Regions from separate parts of the Hordeum vulgare genome. Here regions 2 and 3 are each linked to region 1. Evidence: chromatin contacts called from public Hi-C data. All regions are on one chromosome and are shown on one strand. The core of a region is the stretch at or near the end of the contact, and the rest is flanking DNA. Distances in the headings are between cores, read along the strand shown.

Evidence for each region. Hi-C and Micro-C count contacts between places; a contact is called where the count stands out from the background.
Region 2: a contact with region 1 is called in a Hi-C map of seedling, with 4 times the contacts expected there. The contact joins the promoter of LOC123401299 here to the promoter of LOC123401425 in region 1. A contact is called at or near these places in 1 of 6 Hi-C or Micro-C datasets (seedling) and 1 of 1 datasets of contacts at active chromatin or transcription factors (embryo).
Region 3: a Hi-C map of seedling shows a contact between it and region 1, with 4 times the contacts expected there. The contact joins the promoter of LOC123401622 here to the promoter of LOC123401425 in region 1. A contact is called at or near these places in 3 of 6 Hi-C or Micro-C datasets (leaf and seedling) and 1 of 1 datasets of contacts at active chromatin or transcription factors (embryo).

What each region holds. Positions count from the first base shown.
Region 1 is chr6H:384,340,625-384,345,410 of MorexV3_pseudomolecules_assembly, forward strand. It overlaps LOC123401425 (probable metal-nicotianamine transporter YSL14), which reads left to right and starts at 1,831. Exons shown (of 6, transcript XM_045095224.1): 1 at 1,831-2,563; 2 at 3,870-4,033; 3 at 4,124-4,221; 4 at 4,303-4,437; 5 at 4,685-4,786. The coding sequence starts at 2,119.
Region 2 is chr6H:383,834,110-383,838,895 of MorexV3_pseudomolecules_assembly, forward strand. It overlaps LOC123401299 (pentatricopeptide repeat-containing protein At4g36680, mitochondrial-like), which reads left to right and starts at 2,677. Exons shown (of 1, transcript XM_045095074.1): 1 at 2,677-4,390. The coding sequence starts at 2,738. The coding sequence ends at 4,117. It overlaps LOC123401298, which reads right to left and starts at 2,530. Exons shown (of 18, transcript XM_045095072.1): 1 at 1,975-2,530; 2 at 711-1,116; 3 at 547-618; 4 at 395-457. The coding sequence starts at 2,357.
Region 3 is chr6H:383,959,826-383,964,611 of MorexV3_pseudomolecules_assembly, forward strand. It overlaps LOC123401622 (ribosomal RNA-processing protein 14), which reads right to left and starts at 2,667. Exons shown (of 1, transcript XM_045095457.1): 1 at 1,098-2,667. The coding sequence starts at 2,635. The coding sequence ends at 1,427.

The DNA of each region.
Region 1 (4,786 bases), core at 581-3,080:
AACTTCTAATGTTAATCTCCCAACGAGCATAAACACATTATTTGGGACGTGGATAAATAAAGTTGACATTCATAGCAAAACATATTCACATAGGGATGCACTATTTTACGCTATATGGAACACCAGAAATGACCTGATTTTAATGCGATAAACTTTTTTTTTGCAAGTTATCTACAAAGCTACAATTTGAATCTATATGTGATCGTTATTTAGTCATGTGAACTCCATGAAGCTTTTAAATATTGGATACAACCGTTAGGAGACGACAACACGAGCTATCTTCAGCCGATTTCGATGACGAGTTAATAATAAGCTAGATGTATATGCATCATATCATGTATTTTTATCACCGAATGTGGCACCTTTGTTTTATATTTTTTGATTTGCATTCAGTTTACAAGCTGCTTGTGGATCTAAGACATTGTCACGTTATTTATTAATAATATGCCTGCATATGTAACAATTGATCATACAACACACGTCTCCCTCCCTCCCTCTCAACCCTAGCCGCCCCCTCCCCCTCCCTTCCTCGCCGCCGCTTGAGGCAGCCGTCGGGCAAGCCCGGGGCACCAAGGATGGTGGCGACGGGGCCTAGGTTGCCCTGCCTCTGCGTGAGGAGCCCCAGATCTGGAACGGCGGCTCCATTGGCGAGGCACGACAAGCTAGCAATCGTGCGGGCGGTGGATCTGGCGTCTCGGCCGCACGGGCGGCGGGATCCGGTGGTCGTTGGCGTCCGTCGGCGGCTTTTGCGGTGGCCGGTGCACGCAATCTGGCGCCTCCCCTCCTCCCTTGTTCGGCGTGCGAGCCAGCCTGGTCGGGTCGCGCTTCCTTGGGTCGCCGGTTTTGTACAGGAGGCGATGTTGGTGGCGGGGATCTAGTTCAGGTGAATTCCCTGGTCGGCCATGGCCGGCCGCGTCGATGGCGACGCCCGAGGGCGTCGTTCCCCTCCTTGGAGGCGTCGGTATGCACTGATCCCCTCACTTCCCCTTCCCCTAGGTCTCCCGGGCGAAAGCCTTAAGTTTGTTGGACGGCGGCGGCGCTCACAGCGTCGTTCCCTTTTTGAAGGCGCCGCTTTGGGAACCTTGGGCTGGTTGGCGGTTGTGGGTGGCGGGCGACAGCGGTGGTGCGGCCCTATCCTAGCATGGATCTTCGTCCGTTGCTTGGAGATGGACTGCGTAGATGAAGGTCGTCGTTTGGCGTCATGGTGGCGTCGATGGCGGAGGCACCTGCCAAGGCTGGTACCTCAACCTGATGTGAAGATGGACTAGTGGAAGATGGCGACGACGATATATGTGAGTGCGTCGGACCGGATTGTGCCCCGGACCCGGTATGTGGCTCGGTCAGGGTCTCCAGCTTTAAATGTTAGGCTTAGGTGAGAGGTCTGGGTATTTGATCCAGCTTGCACCCCTTCATCATATGGATATGAGTAGCGGTAGATGTTGTCAAGATGACGGATTCAGGTATGTGGTTCGATCAGGGTCTCCAGCTTTAGATGTTAGGCTTAGATGAAAGGTCTGGTTATTTGGTACAGCTTGGACCCCTTCATCATATGGATAAGAGTAGCAGTAGATGTTGTCAAGATAACGGATTCATGCATATTATTGTATGCTTTGTAAGATATTCGTAAAATGGCCGCATGCATCTTATAGATGCAGAGGTTGAAGGTCATCCTCCTTTTTAAAGGAAAAAAAGTAACGATTGATGCAGAGTGCCGCGGCTTTCCTTTTTTTTTTAGAAAAAAGAAAGCGTCCGTCGCTGTAGCGCTATATCGTGGAAGGAAGGAGTTCGATAAGAAACGGTGCGTGTGGTTCGGCCGGCCCATACATCGTGGAGACGACCACAAATCATTTGCCTCTGCTCCTGGCGCACAAATGATCCTGCGCCGTCCGATCCCATCGCGACGGTCTCAAAGCACCTCGGGGGACACCACCCCCACGGCACAGCACCCGCTGCTGCACGGGCCACACCCCCAATAAATATTGCCCAGCACAGCGCAGCACACAGCTCACGCCTGACGCCGGGGCCGGGCCGTAGCCATCGCCCAAGCATTTTTCTCTCCACCACCACCACCACGCCAACGGAACGAGCACCACTGCGAGACGCCGAGTCCAAGCGCCAATGGCCACGCGCACCACCCACGGCGCCGCCGGGGACGACGACGTGGCGGAGGCGGCGGGGACCACGGGCCCCACGCTCCGCCACCGCCACGCGGGCAAGGGCGCGGAGGAGGCCGGCAATGGCGGAGCCAGCCCCGAGGACGCCTCGGTGGAGCAGGTGTTCGCGGACAAGGCGGTGCCGTCGTGGAGGGAGCAGCTCACGCTGCGGGCCTTGGTCGTCAGCGCGCTGCTCGCCGTCATGTTCAGCGTCATCGTCATGAAGCTCAACCTCACCACGGGGATCATCCCCTCGCTCAACGTCTCCGCGGGACTGCTCGGCTTCTTCTTCGTTCGCCTTTGGACCTCCGCCTTCGAGCGGATGGGCCTCATCGGCCAGCCCTTCACCAGGCAGGAGAACACCGTCATCCAGACCTGCGTCGTCTCCGCCTACGGCATCGCCTTCAGCGGTAACCTCCCCAACCTTCGAGTTCGAGCTCCTCAGTTACAGTTACAATTCAAGCGTGCTAGGAACATTGTTTTTGCGTTTGAGCGTCGGCTTTCCTTGGACGCCTCAATTTATGTGTCATCCATTCGTCTAGTTGACCAGTAGACGAATCCATTTCGTTCGTGCCATGGTAGATAAGGAGGAGCACGATACAGATCTGGGCTCCTGGAGGTAGAGGTGGGCATAACGTTTTGCAATAGTGGGTTGGTGGCTTGGGACGAATCCATTGTTTCTTTTGCCCCGAAGAAAAAAATACGAGCCAATCGCATTCAAATCCTCCAAAGTAGGCTTATGATGAGAGCAAGGATAGGGAAAGGACAGCATAAGAAACTTCTTGGATTCGGACTTGTGGTTTAATAGGTGTGTTAGGTGGACTGCAGTGTGCCTTTCGTTTTCCCAATCTTCCGAAATAGCTGTTGGAGACGATGGTCCTTGCGTGCACCTGATTGAACTGTGTTATCTATGACGAAATTAGGGACCATTTTTGGTTGGTTCATTAGGTGAATGAGTGAACCAACTAGGTGTAATGGTCAACAAACATCTTTTGAACTTTGGGCGCTGGTGATAAGGATGGAGAAGCAAATTACAGCTAGTGTTATGGACAAGCTGAAAATGGAGGAGCGTGCTTGGTTTGACTTCTCACCTTAAAATAGATAGATGCACGGCTCATTGTTTTCTAGTATTTGTCTATGATAGACGTGACTCATGCATGTGAAGCATCGAGTCCGCATGAACATAAACTACTAGCATGGCCCGTGGGTTTATTTCGGAACCATGTTACATGTACGTTCAAGCTTATATGGGAATACTTTCATGTGATAGTCACTTGTTTCACAGACTTGAGAGTGCCCGCAACAGTGCATATGCGTCGCTGATTTTAAAATTCACAGCAAATGACCGTTGTTCCTAAGTTGATCTATGTGTGAATTCTTATCAGCAGCTTTACATATGTTTCTGTTTCTCTTGCAACTGTACCAGATAGGAATTTCCAGGATGGTGAGCGGTGATTTACTGATTATCTATGTTTCAAATTGGTCATGTGATGATTCCCAAAAATATATGATCATAGGATGAGGAAATCATTCGATGCATGAAACCAACTGCTTGATTAATTTATGTACTTGTGGAAAGCACATTAGCACATAACCCTGTTTACCTTTGCTGATCGATCTGCCTGCCCTGTGAAACTGTACTCGCTAGTATGTCATTATGCACGAACAAATAAATTTGGCTAATTCCCATCCTTATTATTTGTTACGATTGGTCAGGTGGGTTTGGCAGTTATCTGTTCGGAATGAGTGACACAATAGCTAAGCAAGCAACAGAGGCTAATGATGCTTGGAACATCAAGGAACCTCACCTCGGATGGATGATAGGCTTTCTTTTCCTCGTCAGCTTTATTGGGATTTTTGCACTTGTGCCCATGAGAAAAGTAAGACCTTCAACATGTTTCTCCCTTATTTCTTACTAAATAACTGTATACAAGCAAACTTTGTTCTCATCAGCTGAGTTGCTCTTCCAGATCATGATTGTCGACTACAAACTGACCTATCCAAGTGGCACAGCAACTGCTTATCTCATCAATGGTTTTCACACACCTGAGGGTGCCAAGCTTGCAAAGTATGTTGATACAGTTCTGTTCTCTACTGCTTACACAAGTGTCAAAAAACTTTGCTAACAGCAGTGACCATCTTATCTCAGGAAGCAAGTGAAGATATTGGGCAGGTACTTTATGGTTAGCTTTTTCTGGGGCTTTTTCCAATGGTTCTTCAGTGGTGGCGATGACTGCGGTTTCAAGAACTTCCCAACATTAGGCCTTGAAGCTTACAAGAATAGGTCAGTAATGGCATTATCTTGGTTCTGCTGACAGCATTGATAATGATTTGCCCAATATCTGGAAATAACTTAACTAGTATATCTACAGAAAAGTCTACATCTTGCTACACTATGTTTTTCTTCTATAGTCATGGCGGAAATTATTTATATTTATTTACCGGTTGCAAGATAATATCTAGTGTCTTAGCATTTGCTTACTGTAGTTCCAAGGCAGTCTCCTATACTGAACCTAACTTATGTCTTCCAGGTTCTACTTTGATTTCTCTCCTACATATATTGGGGTTGGCATGATCTGCCCACACATCGTGAATGTGTCTGTTATTCTAGGAGGTATCATCTCGTGGGGTAT
Region 2 (4,786 bases), core at 1,427-3,926, 510 kb before region 1:
GTATCTGTCATGGTGGTGTCTCTAGTCTGGCCTTTCCTGTCTTTGAATTGGATTGTACTGCCTGGGCTCTGGAATCACCTTATGTGTTCTGCTTCTGTTTATTTGATGAAATACAGACCTGGGGCTTGGGGGGAATTGAATCTTCGATCTAAAACAATATGCAAGTTTCCAACAGGAACTGAACAAGGGAATGGAATAATGCTAGTAACATTAACTAGTGCGGCCTAGCACTCTGGAGTTATTGGAGATCCCAGGGAGAACAGACTTCCAACAGACAGATGGTTTGCTAATTAGAGATTCAGGGAACCACAAGAATGAACCCTAAAAAATATAAAATAATGGCATAAATAATAACTGAAAATAACAATGAAACAGGAGGAAACATTGACATCACCTTATCATCAACTTTGGCATCGAATTCTTCAACAAGCTGCGCATCTCTTAACCTATGCAATACCTGAAGAAAAAGAAATCTCAAAACGCTCCATAAGGAAGGAAATAGGGAAATAGAGAACATCTGCAGTAACCAATAATAAACAAACCTACATTTCTCCATGCTCTGTGTCCATATGCCATCTTGTAATCCAGATCAACTTTTATATCTGACACAACGAGAGCCTACAGGGAAATAATTGCCCCAGGTTAGCAAACATGCAAATCAGAAACAAATCAAACAGAGTATCAAATGGAAAAAGAAGAGAACAATTAACCTTTCCACTGGCATCTTCAAGTTTTTCACATATGGCTTCCATTGCTGGAAGATAATCATGAACAGATATGTCATTCTTCAAATTTACAGCAAAACCTCCATCTTCTTGCAAAGCAATGTTGGTCTCTTCATTGCTCCCCAGTACTTCTGGTTTTGTAATCTCAATTCTTTGTTGTGAATTCATATTCATGTCTTTGGCATATCGGGACAGATATAATGAGTTGGTGTTAATAACCTGCTTATTATGTGAAACCTCTTCCCCCTCAGCCCCATTGTCTTTCACCTTTATGAGAGCTGACCGCCTAACTATGAGCCGCTGTGATACAAGGCTTTTTACAATAAAATGGAAGTTGTTTCCTTTCATGTGAAATTTTTTGCATAGATCATTCTGAGTTACACCAACAGTCCTATTATGACAAAAGGTAAACAAATATCGCAGGCGTTATTACCGAAGTCATGATATCTTGTTGCCAATTTGCAATTTCATATAGTATGGCGAAGAAAGATAAAAAAAAAAAACAGTAGCAATTCTGTTGGAGAATGTTGATTCTGCTAATTTGCAGATGGAATGATGCCAAGTTTCAAAAAAAAAAACGCAGGGTGTTAAGAAAACACATGTTTAACAAGCAATACACCCTTAGACTTCCGTGTTTAAATTTGAGAAATAAATTTTATGTTACCTAAACTTGGTAAGTGAGAGAAAGTAGTCCTGAAACTTTTAGCGACCAAAGAGAGATGCCATGCCAACTTTTACCAAATCAAATCTATCACTTGACTTGGTTAAACTTAAAAAAAACAGGCTTTAAACCCCTTAAAACGTGTCCAGGGGAGCCAATGTTGGCTGGAACTTATTTGACTGGCAAAGCAAGATAGCATGGAAACTCTGGCACAGCTGAACCTGCTATTTGGCATGTGTGGTCGTGTATGTGTGTGTGTGGGAGGGGGGGGGGGGGCAGTAAAATCTGATAATTTCCCGACGGACCAAAATAATTATATAGCATACACATAACAACATCCCAAAATGAGGTTCATATATAACACCGAATAGAGAACATTCTCCAATCTTCATAACTAAAATAATCACCGGGACATGTAACATAACTGACTCAATATTCAGAAGCTCCTAAGCCCGAAGAATTACAAGGCGTCGGCATAAATGTACAAAGACGAAGGGGGGCAGAAATTCAGCACGGATTAATAGAAAACGAAGGGGAGATAGTAAGCAAACAATATGATACTTTGCGTAAATGTACATCGGAGCGCACCTGCTTGCCCCGACAAGCTCTAGCGCGGCCTTCTGGACTGTACTCAGCTCCGATTTGGCGAACCTGTGGTCATACATCCCAAGGAAGTTGTCCCTGAGCGGCGCGCTCGACACCAGCCGCACGCCCCGCCGCTCGGCCTCCTCCACGTCCTTCTCCGCCGGGTCGCCGGGAGCGACGGTCGATCCATCCCCATTGCCCACCACGAGGCTGATGACGGGAAGCGCGAGAAGGCGAGCCCACAGGATGCGCTTGACGGCAGGGCCGAGCGGGAGGCCGGCCGCCTCGAGCGCCCCGCGTAGTGCCGGCCAGAGGTCGGTGACGGGGATTCCGTAGGAGAGGCGGGCGCACACCTCCTCGAGCGCCGCCGAGATGAGCGCGTCCATGCCCCGCAGCTGTTTCGTGTTTCGAGGGGTTAGGGTTTTGACTCTAGCAACATCGGTTCGACACACGATGGGGACTGTGGACTGTGGAGTGTGATGTCGGGGGGGAGGAAGCTTACGCGCTACGACGAGTTGAGAACGTTCGCCGGTGGCCGCGCCGGCGCAGGTGACGGCGAAGGCCGGTGAGAACGCGGTGATGGTTATAGGGAGTTGGACCCGTCGATACGTTCTGGGCTTACGGCCCAGGTAGGCCCAGCCCAACACTGGCCATTTACAAAGCAGACTTCTCTTGTTCTGTACTCTGTACTCTGTGGGTCTGTGTACTCTGTCGCCCAAAACCTAAAACCCCAGACCTTTGCTGTGATCCAATTCCACCCCCGAAAATGGCAGCCCTCGCCTCCCTTCTCCGCCGCCGCCGCCCCGACGTCCTCCTCCGCACGCTCTGCGCCACCACCACTGCGCCCCCGCTCACATCCTCGGCCGCCAAGACCCGCCTCCGTCGCGAGTACGACGCCGACCGCGCCGTCTCCCTCCTCGAGGCCATCGACACCGCCTCCCTCTCCGCCGGCTCTACGCGCCATGCGCTCTCCCTTGCCGCACGCCGCCTCACGCGCGCCGGACGGCTTGCTGATGCCGAGGCGCTCCTCTCCTCCCACATCCCAGCTTCCCCAACAGAGCCGCACCTCTCGGCCATCCTCTGCTCATACGCCTCCGCCGGCCTCCCCGAGAAGGCCCTCGAAGCCTTCCGCTCCGCCGTGCCGTCCCTCCCGTCCCCCATCTCCTCAATGCCCTTCAACGCCCTCCTATCGGCCTTCGTCCGGTGCCGCCGCCACCGCCGCGTCCCTGTCCTCTTCGAGGAGCTCTCCAAGGAGTTCTCCATCACCCCCAACGCCACCTCCTACGCCATACTGGTGAAGGCTCACTGTATGGTCCGCCATGACGCCAAGGCGCACGAAGTGATAGCTCGGATGCGTGAGGAAGGTATCTCGCCGACCACCACCATCTACACCACAATGATCGATTCCATGTATAAGCAGAAGAAGATAGAGGAGGCCCAGACTTTATGGAAGCAGATGCTGGAGAGCGGATGCAAGCCGGACCATGCAACATATAATGTGAAGGCCATGCACCACGGACTCAGTGGCAAGCCGGAAGGTGTTCTCGAGGTTATGGCGGAAATGGAGGCCGATGGAGTAAAGCCAGACACCATCACCTACAATTTCCTCATGACTGGCTATTGCAAAGTTGGGAAGATGGAGGATGCCAAAGCGCTGTACCATTCGCTAGGTGACAAAGGGTGCTCGGCAAATGCAGCCACATATAAGCACATGCTGGCTGAGCTGTTTGCTCATGGCGATTTTGATGCCGCCTTGGAGGTTTTCAGGGAAAGCATGAGCAAGCACAAGGTGCCAGACTTTAAGACAATGAAAGGATTTGTTGAAGGATTAGCAAAGGGAGGCAAGGTGGCTGAGGCGAAGGAGATTATTTACGTGGTGAAGAAGAAGTTCCCTGATAATATGCTGTCTGGGTGGAAGAAGCTGGAAAAGGAACTTGGGTTCGGCTCAGATAACGGAGATACAACCCTTCACGCAGAATGTACAGCTGAAGAACCAGTATCTGAGGCTGAGCCTGCTACCACTGAGCCACTTGAACTCAAAGATTCTGCTGCTGAGGAAACGGGTGTGTCAGAAGAATCTGATGATGATGAAACGCCTTCACCTGAGACATCCACTGATGAGGAAGTGCCGCGGGGTCCTGCTTAATTGAAGAATACTGTGTTTCAGTTTGGTTAGAATGTTTGAATTGAGCGCATTCTTAGCATTGAAGAATCGTTAATGCTGCTTTGGGGAGAGGTAAGCACTAGGCCATTCTGGATAAGGACTCTTGGTTGCTAACGTGAATAAGTTGTAGGATTATGTCACTTCGGAATTAAGAGTTGGCTGTTACTGTGAGCAGTGTGCACGATGTTAGGAGATATTGTTCTGGTGATACTTGTCTTTAATTAAAATCATTGGGCATTGCCATTTTTGTTGTTATTATGGTTTTGTGTATCCAAGTTTACTTTGTATCAATAGTACTATGGATGTCTGAATTATTATTAGCACAGAGTGTGCAGTGAGACCAGCACCAGTGCAAGTGAGTGAAGTGACCGCTTCACACCATTAACAGTGTTGGTGATGGTACTTTTATCTTCTCATATCACGGAGTAAGAAGAGTTGGGTTCCTGCTTTGCTTCCATGAACTACCTGTGGTAATAAGAAAACTGCATTGCAGATGGTCTAATGTTTTGGAGTTTTGTGTAGTAAGTTAGTATTTCAGGAATCTGCAGCTGTCAGGTTTACCAAATTCTGTAAATACCTCGTGATCAAAGAGCCCAAGAAGTATTGTAATGCACATTTTCAATGTAACTCTTGTCTTGCGATGGCATTGCA
Region 3 (4,786 bases), core at 1,417-3,916, 380 kb before region 1:
ACGATCTAGCACCAAGACAGGAAATATAGACAGTTGAAGCAAGATAGGACCCTTGTCTTTTATGGCATCATAAACCAACAGGCATGGAGATGCAAAATTAGCATACTGCTCCTACAACATAGAGCACTGCTAGTTTTTCCTTTAGAACAATCCGCTATTATTTCAGAATGATATTGATATCAATATACCATCTCTCACATGGAAAAAATGCTACGAAATCATAATCCAGTCCAAACAGTCTCAGTAATCCTCGGCTATAAAGGCAGAGAAAAACAGTACCATGAACAATACAGCTAGGAGTCTAGAACAAGAACGCTTCTAGCGCCAAATCAACCACATTCTGAAACTTATCATCTTTAGAGCCAGAGATCACACAGGAATAAAGTAATCTAACAGAAGATGAATGCCATGTAGCCTGTTCAAGTGATAACTAAAAGGAGACATCTTGCATAGGGTAGACAGCAATCAGCAATCTGAAAGAACCTCAGGGGAAGTGTTCGTTAAGAACCTCGATGGATGCGCACTAAGCCGCATCTACATTCCATCAATCCTCCCTCGTCCGCCACGATTCATATATATCTCTCAAAACTTCTCGTCGAACAGAAAGAATATCTTCTGGAGAGAGATGATCCTAACCTTGCATTCCAGGTACATGTATCTTGTGTGTGTGTGTGTGTGTGTGACAACAGAAATGTACACATTCAAGAAAATGGAAGGCAACAAGTACATCACCCTTGACAACGGTGGAAACAAATGAATAAACACAAAGGTATACATGTGGCCTAACCAACAAGGCTGCAAACTAATCTAGGATAACTGCGGAGAGTAAACCAACAAATCAGCATCCTGCAGTATAACTCAACGCCATAATACGGACCGTACATTAACTACAGTAAGCTTGCAAAGTAGTAAGCTTGATATACAATATTGACATGTAGCTTATGCATAACATGATCAGATGTGGGCATTGTGGATTCCAGTTTACCAATCAAAGAAGAATTCAGAGAAGCCTATACCTAGAACATCTTTACTGATGCATAATTTGATATAACTAATCCATCAGGCCACTGCTAGGAATAACAAAGAAAAGAACGACATCCATTGAAGCATCATTAGCATTTCCTCGGACAGTGGACATAAAAGAACATTAATATTTCCTCGGTCTAGTGCTAGAGATAGCTATGAAGCTAGACATAAAAGTTTGTTCCTCAACAATTTAATCTAAGCTCAATGAAAACACATCAAAAGGAATATCTCAAAATCTTTTTCAGATGACCTGCCAAACATTCGACCTTCCAGCTATAATTAAGTATGGTAGTCATGATCTGGATACCTATTTCCAGTACCAACACCAACACCAACATATGCAACCTTACAAACATAAAGCAGACACAGTACTCACTCATCATCATCTTCAATGTAGATGTCACTCGTTGACATAACCTTCCTTGCGCCCCTCGAAACCAGGGCGCATAAGCTTCTTCTCGCGCTTCTCTATTTTGCGCGCCTTCTTCTCCTCTGCCCGGCCCTGGATGTTCTCCTTCCGCTTATTCTGCTTCTGCTTCTTCTTGATGTCCACGGTCCTCTGCCTGTCCTTCCACTCATCTGCGTGCTTCTGCTGCCTCTTCTTATCCTTCTTCATGCTCTCTTTAATCAACTTGGGGTTGTCGTGCACCTTCTCCCCAGCTGCGCGCCTTGTTGCCACATCCCAGGCCATCTTGGTGGCCTTTTTAGGATCCTCCTTTGCCCGCTGCATCCGCTTAGCCTGCTCCAGCTCCTTCTTCTTGTTCTTGACCCTCCTCTTCTTCCTCCGCCTTGCTTCCTTTGGATCGACCAACACATTGCCATACATGATATCTGGTGCCTTCTCTTCCCCTTCCTTCTTGTGCTTCTTCCCATCCTTACCCTCTGTGTCATCCTCACGCTTCCGCTTTGTACCATCCTCCTTCCCCTTCAATTTAGCACCCTTTGCCTTCTTACCCTTCTCCTTCTGGGGCTTATTCAGGAACTCTGGCCTGGTGCACCGGTTCCCACGAAGCTCTGTAATGCGGCGATGAAGCCGCTCTCGCAGCTCCTCGTAAGTCACCGATCGGTCTTCAGAAACAACTGCTGCTGGGGCGATCTGCATCTCCTCCTCCTCATCCTCTTCCTCCTCTTCTTCATCTCCCTCTTCGTTGTCCTGGTCGTCGTCGCCACCCTCTGAGGTGGCCTCGTCGTCGGACTCCTGGCTTTCGTCTTGTGACTTATCCTCCTCCTCTTCCTTCTTCTCCTCCGCCTCTTGGTCGGCAACGGACTTCTTGAGAAGGTCGAGGGTGGAGGAAGGCGGCCCCGCGGGGTCGAGGCGGGCTCGGCGGGCAGCCTTGATATTGGCGCGGGACTGAGCCTTCATGGCCGCCTTGGCGGCCTTGGAGAGGCCTTGGTAGTAGGGGCGAACGTCATCGTCGGCGGAGAGGTAGAAGCGCGGGGGTATAAGCTGCACGAGGGCGTCGAAGAACATGGAGTGCCCATGGATACCGTCGCAGTCAGCTGCTGCTGCTAGGAGCTCGGCGGCCTTGGCGCTGGCAACGGCGGAATCGTGGTCGGCAGCCGCAGCGGCGGCGGCGGCGGCGGCGGAGGCCGAGGGTTTCCTGCCCATTGCGGTAAGCGTTTGGAGGGTTTCAGCGATGGAGGGGTTTGCTGTCTCTGGCCTTCAAGGGGTCTATATTATGGCTGCAATTGTGCTTTTAGTTTGATGGGCCATACTGGGCTTCTAATGACCAACTACGGCGTAAGGGGTGAGAGCGCGAGGCCCTTCCTTCCGTCTGAACCCACTCTTTCCAAATCAACTAACTAAGAGCAATGACCGTAATATAAAAGTAAAAATAAAAACTGTTTACAGTTTCGATAAAAAAAGACGTCTAGCAGATCCTCAAAACTCGTTCGGCCCTTAAATTTTTTATGAAAGGGCACTGAATATCCATTCACGAAAATTTTATATGTACATATTCGAAGACAGTATACAGTTTAACACGTAGACCGGTCAAACTTCGTGAGAGCACACGGGTCGCCGCAGAACTGGCCGCAATCTACCCGGAACTCAAGGGAATCCATCGCCGCATATCTGAAGAAGCCATAGCACGCCAGAATTTGCCGCCGCCGGTTCGACTTGCGGCCGGCTCGACCTCCATTATCGAGGCGAGGCCGTCGACGGGCAGGGCGGAGCAGGCCACCGGCGGCCCGAATCAGAGCGGGCGGGGAGAGAGGGGCACACGCTGATAGAGGCGAAGTTGTCCCTGTCTTTCGATGAGATGGTGGTTATCGGTTTTGGTGGAGTAGACTTTGACGATCCGACTACGAACATGTGACGACGTCCCGCCTTAGCAATCGATAAATCAACTCCGAGAGGTTATTGACCAGGCCGGAGCACGATCAACCTAACCACAAGGGTATGTTTCCTGCACGCAAACGAAGAACAAGCAAGACTCTAAGATTGCAATCTGGATATTGTGAAAATAGTAGGAAAGCTTTATTGATGAAAATGAGGTTCTATGATGCCTTTGTCTCGTCATGGAACACAAACGAAGAACGCGAAGTTGCAGCTATGGCGAACTTGTAATCTAAACAAAACTCAAGTCTAAACGGCGCCCTAAGGGTTGTATATATGGGGGGAATAGAGGAGGAATTTTGTGACCCCTTGGAGGAGGGGTCCGAAATCGACCCTAACTCAGTTTCCCCACACATATGAACTATAAAATTAGCCTATAATATGGTATTTCGAAATTACATGGGCCTGGCCCAAAAATAAGGTGGTGTGGCATCTATAATAGCCTATGGACAAAATTTATAAAGTGGTGTCTGGAATATTTCGTCCAAGCCTTCATGCTCTCCTTATGGTGGCTTTAAAGTGCGAAAATCACTAGTGGAAGCTTCATTGTTCTTTCCCGCGCGTGCACCTTCTTATCCATGCTTGATCCCGCTCCAACGGATATCCTTCTTGTCCATGCTAGGTCCTTCATTCATAAGTACAACAAAAGTATTTAACTTAGGCAGCATCATATGTTCATGAACATTAGAAGGATTTTCAAGAAACGAAAGTACCTTGTCATTCAATTGGCGTGTGCGAGCTCTAGTAACTGGTCCAATATGTATAGCAGGTGGGTGTGTGAATGTAACAATGATATTGATGTCCTCATCATCCTCCCATTCTTGAACTGAAGACGTCCTGGACGGAAACTCATCTTCCTCACCCATATATGGCTTCAAATCTGCAATGTTAAAAGTGGGACTAACCCCAAAATCTGCACGCTGCTCAAGTCTATATGCATTATCATTTATTTTCTCTAACACCTTGAAAGGATCATCAGCACGTGGCATTAGCTTTGACTTGCGCAAATCAGGAAACCTATCCTTACGCAAATGCAACCAAACAAGATCTCCATGTGCAAAGATAACATCTTTTCTACCCTTATCTCAAGTAAGTTTATATTTAGCATTCATACGCTCAATGTTTTCCTTAGATAACTCATGCATCTTTAATATCAAATCAACACATTCTTTAGCATCAAAATTAACCTTCTCTGAAGATGGAAGAGGTAACAAATCAATAGGTGTACGAGGTAAGAAACCATACACAACTTTAAAAGGGCACATCTTAGTAGTAGAATGCAGCGAATGATTATACCCACATTTTCCGTTTTTTCTTCAAACAACCCTAAGTATAGTAGACAATGATCTATTGACTATTTCAGTTTGTCCATCAGTTTGGGGTGACATGTAGTACTAAAAGTAAGTTTTATCACCAACTTAG